Linked DNA regions of Aphis gossypii: region 1 is linked to region 2. Evidence: chromatin contacts called from public Hi-C data. All regions are on one chromosome and are shown on one strand. Each heading gives the region's core, a stretch centred on a gene start, on an enhancer-like site or on the middle of the called end of the contact. The rest is flanking DNA. Distances are from core to core; before and after follow the strand shown. Region 1 holds the start of LOC114122048 (tonsoku-like protein). Region 2 holds the start of LOC114128543 (DNA replication licensing factor Mcm5-like).

Region 1 (3,957 bases), core at 337-2,836, 180 kb after region 2:
CTGTCTAAGAAAAGATATGATTTCAATATTACTTGTATTAGTCTTTGCTTATCTTTTTTCATTATTAGGAAAAGTATAAAAAAAAATTACTTCATTATAACACTGCATATCTAAACATGATATCTAATCAATGAATCTCTGTGCTTCATGCAATTTGTTTATAATCTAAAAAGTTTCTTTAATAAATATGTTGTTAACTAAAATATTATAGAACTAATACAATCATCACACGATTATAAAAATGTTAAAACTCAAAAGAATACCTAAAGAACAAAGACATTTTTATGTTATGGTGGCATTTAGTCATTTCATAATTTTAAATTTACATGTTTAGGTATACACATTATAATATATAAATTATATATAATATATATTATGTTAATAAGATTCCTAATAGAACATCGATTCCCAAAACTGTGAAGTGCACCTCCCAAAGGAGACTACAGCACTTTACAGGAGAACAAAATTAATTTGGGAACCACTTTTATAGTTATTAATTCTTAATTTAATAGTATTATTAATCAACTTTACTATGTATATATTATATTTTAGAACATAAATTATTACAAATTGATCATCAAAATATTTAGCTAAGTACAACATTTAGGCCTGAGCAAAATATGTTAACTGCTTTAATGAAAAATAATAAAAAATCAAGATTCAGTATAAATATATTAAAACTACACACATAACTGAACTTGTTAAATTTAATAAAGGTATTTTATTTGAACAATTAGTGCTATATAGTTTTCTATGAAACAACCTTATGTAATTATTAATAACATAAAAATTGTTATCTATTGCAACATATTATTATAGGTGTATTCAACAATTTTCCAAACATAGTTAAATGTTTTATAGTAAAACCAAAAATATTTTAATTTACGAAACCAAACACCTAGTTAAAATCATTAATTATTATTACTTTAATATTTTTTTGAACAAATTTGTAAAATTTTACTTTAAAAATCTATTTTATAATAATAATATAAATAAATATTACAAACAAAACAAGTTCTAGTGAAATATTCATAGAAGTGTACCTATCTATTAGGTAAATAATTTTAAAGAGCAATATGTTTATAATATAAACCTTGCATTATAACTACCTAAAATGAAAAACTAGAGAAATAATTTTTGAAAAAATAGGTATATAAAAATTATAAATTAATTAATAATTATAGATAAATATTTTTTTTTAAATAATATTCAAATATTGATACTTACCACTAATTATAGCTTGATAGGTATCTACTTGTATTACCATAAAACATTACTAATTACTATATAGTTATAATTGATAATAATATTAACATTAATTTGAATAGGTATATAAATTTTCAATTTATCATAAAAATGACAATATCATGATGGTATTAACTGCTATAATGAATAATCACTGATATCCAGAGTATATTTTATTACTGTTGTCATTTTTCATCAAAATACTAAGTATTATCGTAATGAGTAATGAAGGTTTTTTACTGAAAATTAAGATTTAACATGATGTTTTCAAAATGATCTTATATGTACTAATGTATTATGTATAGATGATAATAATTAATATTTACTACAGTCTACAATACATTATATTATATCTTTACTCTTGATAGGTACTATAGGATAGCTAATGTTACTGATACAGTTTAGTATTACAGCCATACAGAGGCTTGCCGCCAAATTATAAGAGGACAGAGGTTATTGTTAAAATACGATAACAAATCATGGAAGAACCCACAAACAGCCTCAGAATGTTTTACCTATATCTCAGCCTGCAGATGATTTACTTTTACATTGTACTCGCTTCTTAATGTTTAAATTTTCTATTCATTTAAAAATGTTGGTTGTAAAATTACAATTCTTGTTATAACGTTATAAGAAAATATATATTAAGTAAATTTGACTGAGATTTAAACATCCAACAAAATGAATAATTATACGCCTACACAATTCACAAGCCAGCTGAAATACAAATATTATGGATATCAAAATGCTTAACTTATTAAAGTTAAATATTTTAACCACATTTTAATAAGTGTGAATGAGTAATGTTTAGTGTAGGTATTTCTATCTGATCTGATATGCGGTACCGTAAAAACAAACGAAAAAATTTAGCATGAAAATATAATTTTGTATTCAGTCTTCCAATAATATGACATAGGTATTTACTAGTTAAGAGGTTTGCAGTAAAAACACCTAGAATAAGAAATTTTAAGTATAGTTTCATTTAAAATTATAAGTAATCCGATTCTTGATATAGTTTCATTAAATAGTTATTTATTGTTATGTTTATGAATTTATGATATTGCTAAAAATCAAATTATTTTCCTATTAATAATACAAAAGTCAATATAAATATAATTAATTTTTGCCAACATGTAAAAGTTTTTAGTTCTCACGAATAATATTTTGAAATTATAACTTTCGTCTAAATTTGAAATTCTTTGAAATTATGCTTGTATAAACTTCTTAGACTTTTTAATTTCAGTACATAAACTATGAGGAACTTTGTATTCAATTTTCATAGTTAAGGTTTAATTTAATTTATAAAATTTTATAAACTTGATCTTCAAATGCTTATAAAAAAAATATGCCTAAATATTTTTATAAAGTTTTAAGAATAAATTATAAAAACCTCGAATTAAATTTAAAAAAAATTATTCACAAAAGCTTTTTTATCATCATAAATAAAAAAAAGTAGGTCAGCGCATTTCAGTGGTGGATGTTTGTCCATCGTCCCTTCAGTCCTCGGACAGGATAGTGTAATTTTAGTATAGGTATTCGATTTGAATGCAATATGATTGCATTCGATAAAAAACGATTCTATGCGGACGAGGGAATCTTTTTTATTTAAATTTATTCGTTTCTATGGTGATAAACAAAGCCGTAATTATTTTATTTTACATAGGTAATCGTGAAGTTATACATTTTTTCTCTTTTAACCGCTTTTATTTCAAGTTTTATTTCATTTTAAAATATTAAAAATGACCTCTCTAAAGTACCAGTTCAAGAACATAACCTTTCAGAAAATATGCTACACTTGTACTTTTGAGCAAGTTTAGGGGGAAAAAAGTGTTTATAGAATAAAAAAGAAACAAACATCATTGTAAATCCAATATATTCCTCGTTCCTCTCAGAATCTAAAAAATCAAAAAAAAAATTTTAAATGTCTATTATTAGCTCAAAAAAATTAAAATAGAAAATTAAAAAAATATACTTTATTAAGAATATTCTATGACATAAACATTTAAAAAATCACCGATTGTTCGTTTTTGAATTTCTACGTAAAAAAATAAAATCGATTTTGCCAAGAACTAATAAATTTAACATAGAAATGTCTGTTTTCTTTAATTGTTTGTTTATTTTTCCGATTATTTTGAAAAATACTGTAATTTTTAAATTTTAATCTTTCAAAAGTAAAAACTAGAACCAATTTTTCATTTAAAACCAATCTCAAAGTTGAAAATTAAAGCATTTCTCGACTATTTATAATATATATATATATATAGATACATATTATGTATATCATTGTAAAATTAATATATTCATCACTCGGCTCAAATCTAAAATAAATAATATTCATATCAATACGCAGCAATTTTCAAGAACATAATTATTACCATTGATTATAGAATAGTCTATTCTATAGTCAATATTATCACCAACCAAATTTATAAAAGGACGCTGAAAAAAAACATAACAATGCATATAAATCCTAGTACCTATAACAAGTGAGCTGTTAGAAATAAATAATAATACTACACTCGTGAATCGTGATACTATTGTCTGTAGGTGAATTATACTTTATCGGACTCTGGTAGCAAAATGTCAATTTTTGACATCTGTTTGCTCTTGAATCTACAAAAGTGGTGGTGTTTGTTTAGTTGCCTATCTAATACCTCTTGTTGTCTTACTTTTGCCACCCTTTGTCATTGTGATCAATTAAATACTATGATA
Region 2 (3,563 bases), core at 1,044-3,543:
ATACACTTCAAATAAAATTCAGTAGCTGTTATAGTATTCATGACTGGGCAATTTTTACATAGTTCTAATAAATTTTCATATGCAGATGAAATGCATCCTTTTGAGCAAGACAAAAGTTTCCATAATTTAGGAAGGAAAATTTTTTCAGCATTTGATTGAGACCAAAAGTAGTTTAACTATATAAAAAATGATATTAATAATAATTTAAGTCATAAGATATACCCTACATAAAATACTATATAATATAAATTTTACCTCGGGTTTTGATAAAACAATCATAATATTTTTCCAAATTACAACAGACACAGTGACATTATCTTCATCGATATTATCAAACACAGCAAAAGCAACCTTTTTACATTCACTTTCTAAAAAATGTTGCAATTTAAATAGTATAGAATGTAATAGAGTATACCAAGCTTGTCGAACCTATTGATAAACAATAAAAAAACAATTTTTAAATAAATAAATTTTAGAAAAAATTGTAAATCGTACACTTGGTGTTGGATGTTTATTTAACTTCCAATAGGTAGAGTTAGTAAGTAACATTGATTTCAAATCACTTTCAATATTTTCAATATGTTCAGCCGGAAGTGAGATTAAAAATGTTGCTGTTGCATATAAACAACTAGTGGCCGTTCTAATTTGCATTTCCTTAATTTCATCCGAATCGACTCTTTAAATTAATTTCAAAAACATAAATAAAAAAATGTTTAATGTATACATTAATTTTTATAAACTTACTTAGTATTTAATAATGCTGAATTGGTAATGTTCTCAATTAAATAATTAAATATTTCTTTTTGACAAAACACAATTACTTCAGTTCTTTTATTTGGAGGGAAAGTGTTCTAAATTATACAGTTTAACATAAAATCAATTTAAATTCATATGAATATAGATGTACAAACCTCAAAAGTAGATAATGCAACAGATGCAGTTGGTGGATGAGTGTCATACTGAGCCACAAACCAATGAGCAAAAAATCTTTTTAGAAATGGTGCTACATTTCGATGTACTCGATTTAGGTAGGACCTCAAAGCTTTCTGTGTACCTTCGCGTATACGTGGTTCATTATCTTTGCATAAATTTACATATTGAGCAATCCATGGAGCCGAAACTTCTCTAATTGTATCTTCATCTTTAGAATCACATAACGCAACAAATTCTTTTAAGGCCTGCAGAACATACATTAAAAGTGAGAAATGTTATTGACCTAATTTAAGTTAGTTAAATCTCTCCATAATGAAAATAAAATTACTTGGGGCCAACAAATTTTTCCATTATAGAAAAGTAAACCTCACCACTGTATTTGACATACCGTACTGTTATTGACATTTTTTGTTATAAGAAGCATTTTGTTTTACAAAAAGTTTGTTATAGAGAGATTTTTCTATACATAATTACATACTTTGAGTTTAGTGGTAGAATCTTTTTTGTTCATTTTTTTCAAAACCACTTGAAAATCGGGACTAACATTGCAATCCAAAATGTCAGCAAAGGGAAATTTTAGCTTATCTGGAACCACTCCATATGTATCAGTAGTACTTAACAATAACTGAGCTCTTGCGCTGCTCGATGGCTATATAGAATATAAAAATTAAATTTTAACACCAATATTTCACTATTCCATCACATAAACGACAAACGAACTTACTTTGTAATTATTTTTGACCCTTTGAGCAACTTGTTTTTTCCCCATTGTAATATAAAAATGCTAACTGTTTAATTATAAAATTGGTCTCAAAACAATAACGTTGGCAAAAAAACAATCAACTATACACATATGCATATATTCTATGAAAACAATAAATACTTGTCTGATTCAACTCTAAACTTATGTTTATTTTATTTAAAAATTTGATCTGAGACTGTGAGATATATTAATATATGATGTTCATTACTATATTAAAGATTTGTTTACAATCAAATTATCAACATAATACAGAACATTATTTTTCTTTCTCGAAAAACAAAATCTTATCAAATCTAATAGCATAATATTGTCAGATACTACGAACATATATAGTAATACAGACCATAATAGACTATGACTGTGACTGTGCCACGATATTTGAAGCACATAATAATATAAGCGATGACTTTACTTTGAGACGTGCTATCAGCGCATGCGTATGTATACTCGTCGCATATTTATTCCAATATCTCTCCTAATATTAAGTGTGACAAACAAAAAATACGAAAACAAAAGTTTTTAGAGGTTGGTACTTAATTTTTTTTTATCAAAATTCTTATCACACTCCAGGAGAACTAGTTTGTTCCCGCCAAATTTACGCAAACAATCATAAAAAAATAATGAGAATGAAATGTTGCCGAATGCTGACATACCTACCTGTTTATTTTATCATGGTCATGGTATTATTTTAAATTTCAGACTTCAGTGTTCTCAGTAAGCATAATTGTTGTTTTGACTGTTTTAATTAATTCAAATTTCAATCTTTTTTTTAAAGTAAATTGTGACTTTTTTTAAAAAAATTATCGTAGTTTTATTAAAATTACTGAAACATAAACATGGAAGGATTTGATACACCTGGTATATTTTTCTCTGATACATTTGGAGATGATGACAATTTGGCATCATCATTGTTGAACGCAAGATCAATAAAAAAATCGTTCAAAGATTTCTTAAAAACATACAATGAAGAAAATTTTAACTATAAGTATAGAGATACATTAAAACGAAATTGTAACTTGGGTCAATATTGGATGGAAATAAATGTCGAGGATTTGGCTGGATTTGATGAAAATCTTGCTGATAAGTTATACAAACAACCAGTGGAACATTTGCCAGCTTTTGAAGAAGCTGCGACAGAGTTAGCACAAGAATTGCTTGCATCTGATAACCTAGAAGATATTGAGCATATTCAAATATTATTGTCTACAAATTCATTGGCTTCTTCGTTGCGTTCTATTAAATCTGAGTCAGTTTCTCGGCTTGTCAAAATTCCTGGTATCATAGTATCTGCGTCAAGTATTCGGGCTAAAGCTACACAAATAACATTGCAATGTCGATCTTGTCGTAATGTAGTACCACATTTACCAGTAAAACCTGGTATGGATGGTTATATCTTGCCAAGAAAATGTACCACTGAACAAGCCGGTCGTCCACAATGCCCTTTGGACCCATATTTTATTATACCAGACAAATGCAAATGTGTTGATTCTCAAATTTTAAAATTACAAGAATTAAGTGACTCTACACCTCAAGGAGAAATGCCACGACACGTACAATTATATTGTGATCGTTACCTATGTGAACGTGTAGTTCCAGGGAACCGTGTTATGGTAGTTGGTGTTTATTCTATAAAAAAGGTATAATTTATATAGAAAATATCATTTAATTTGTCATTATTATTAATTTTAAATTATTATACTTTCAGGTTAAGACTTCAAAAAAACAAAAACTTACTGAAAATTCTCGTACTGTGGTTGGTGTGCGTGCTCCATATTTAAGAGTTTTAGGATTTCAAATGGACGATCAGGTTGGAGGTTTCACTACTTCAATACCAACTTCTGTTGAAGATGAAGAACTATTCAGAAAA

Evidence for each region. A called contact is a pair of places that touch in the nucleus more often than the background predicts.
Region 1: a Hi-C map of whole body shows a contact between it and region 2, with 4 times the contacts expected there. The contact joins the promoter of LOC114122048 here to the promoter of LOC114128543 in region 2. A contact is called at or near these places in 2 of 2 Hi-C or Micro-C datasets (both in whole body).

The regions. Positions count from the first base shown.
Region 1 is chr1:59,648,318-59,652,274 of ASM2018417v2, forward strand. LOC114122048 (tonsoku-like protein) reads right to left here and starts at 1,587. Exons shown (of 4, transcript XM_027984603.2): 1 at 1,228-1,587. All of the region lies in intron 1 of LOC114122032 (high mobility group protein B2-like), which reads left to right.
Region 2 is chr1:59,469,509-59,473,071 of ASM2018417v2, forward strand. LOC114128543 (DNA replication licensing factor Mcm5-like) reads left to right here and starts at 2,294. Exons shown (of 3, transcript XM_027993072.2): 1 at 2,294-3,333; 2 at 3,402-3,563. The coding sequence starts at 2,533. LOC114128569 (E3 ubiquitin-protein ligase listerin) reads right to left here and starts at 2,036. Exons shown (of 20, transcript XM_027993108.2): 1 at 1,658-2,036; 2 at 1,412-1,582; 3 at 912-1,178; 4 at 745-851; 5 at 496-676; 6 at 256-429; 7 at 1-176. The coding sequence starts at 1,702.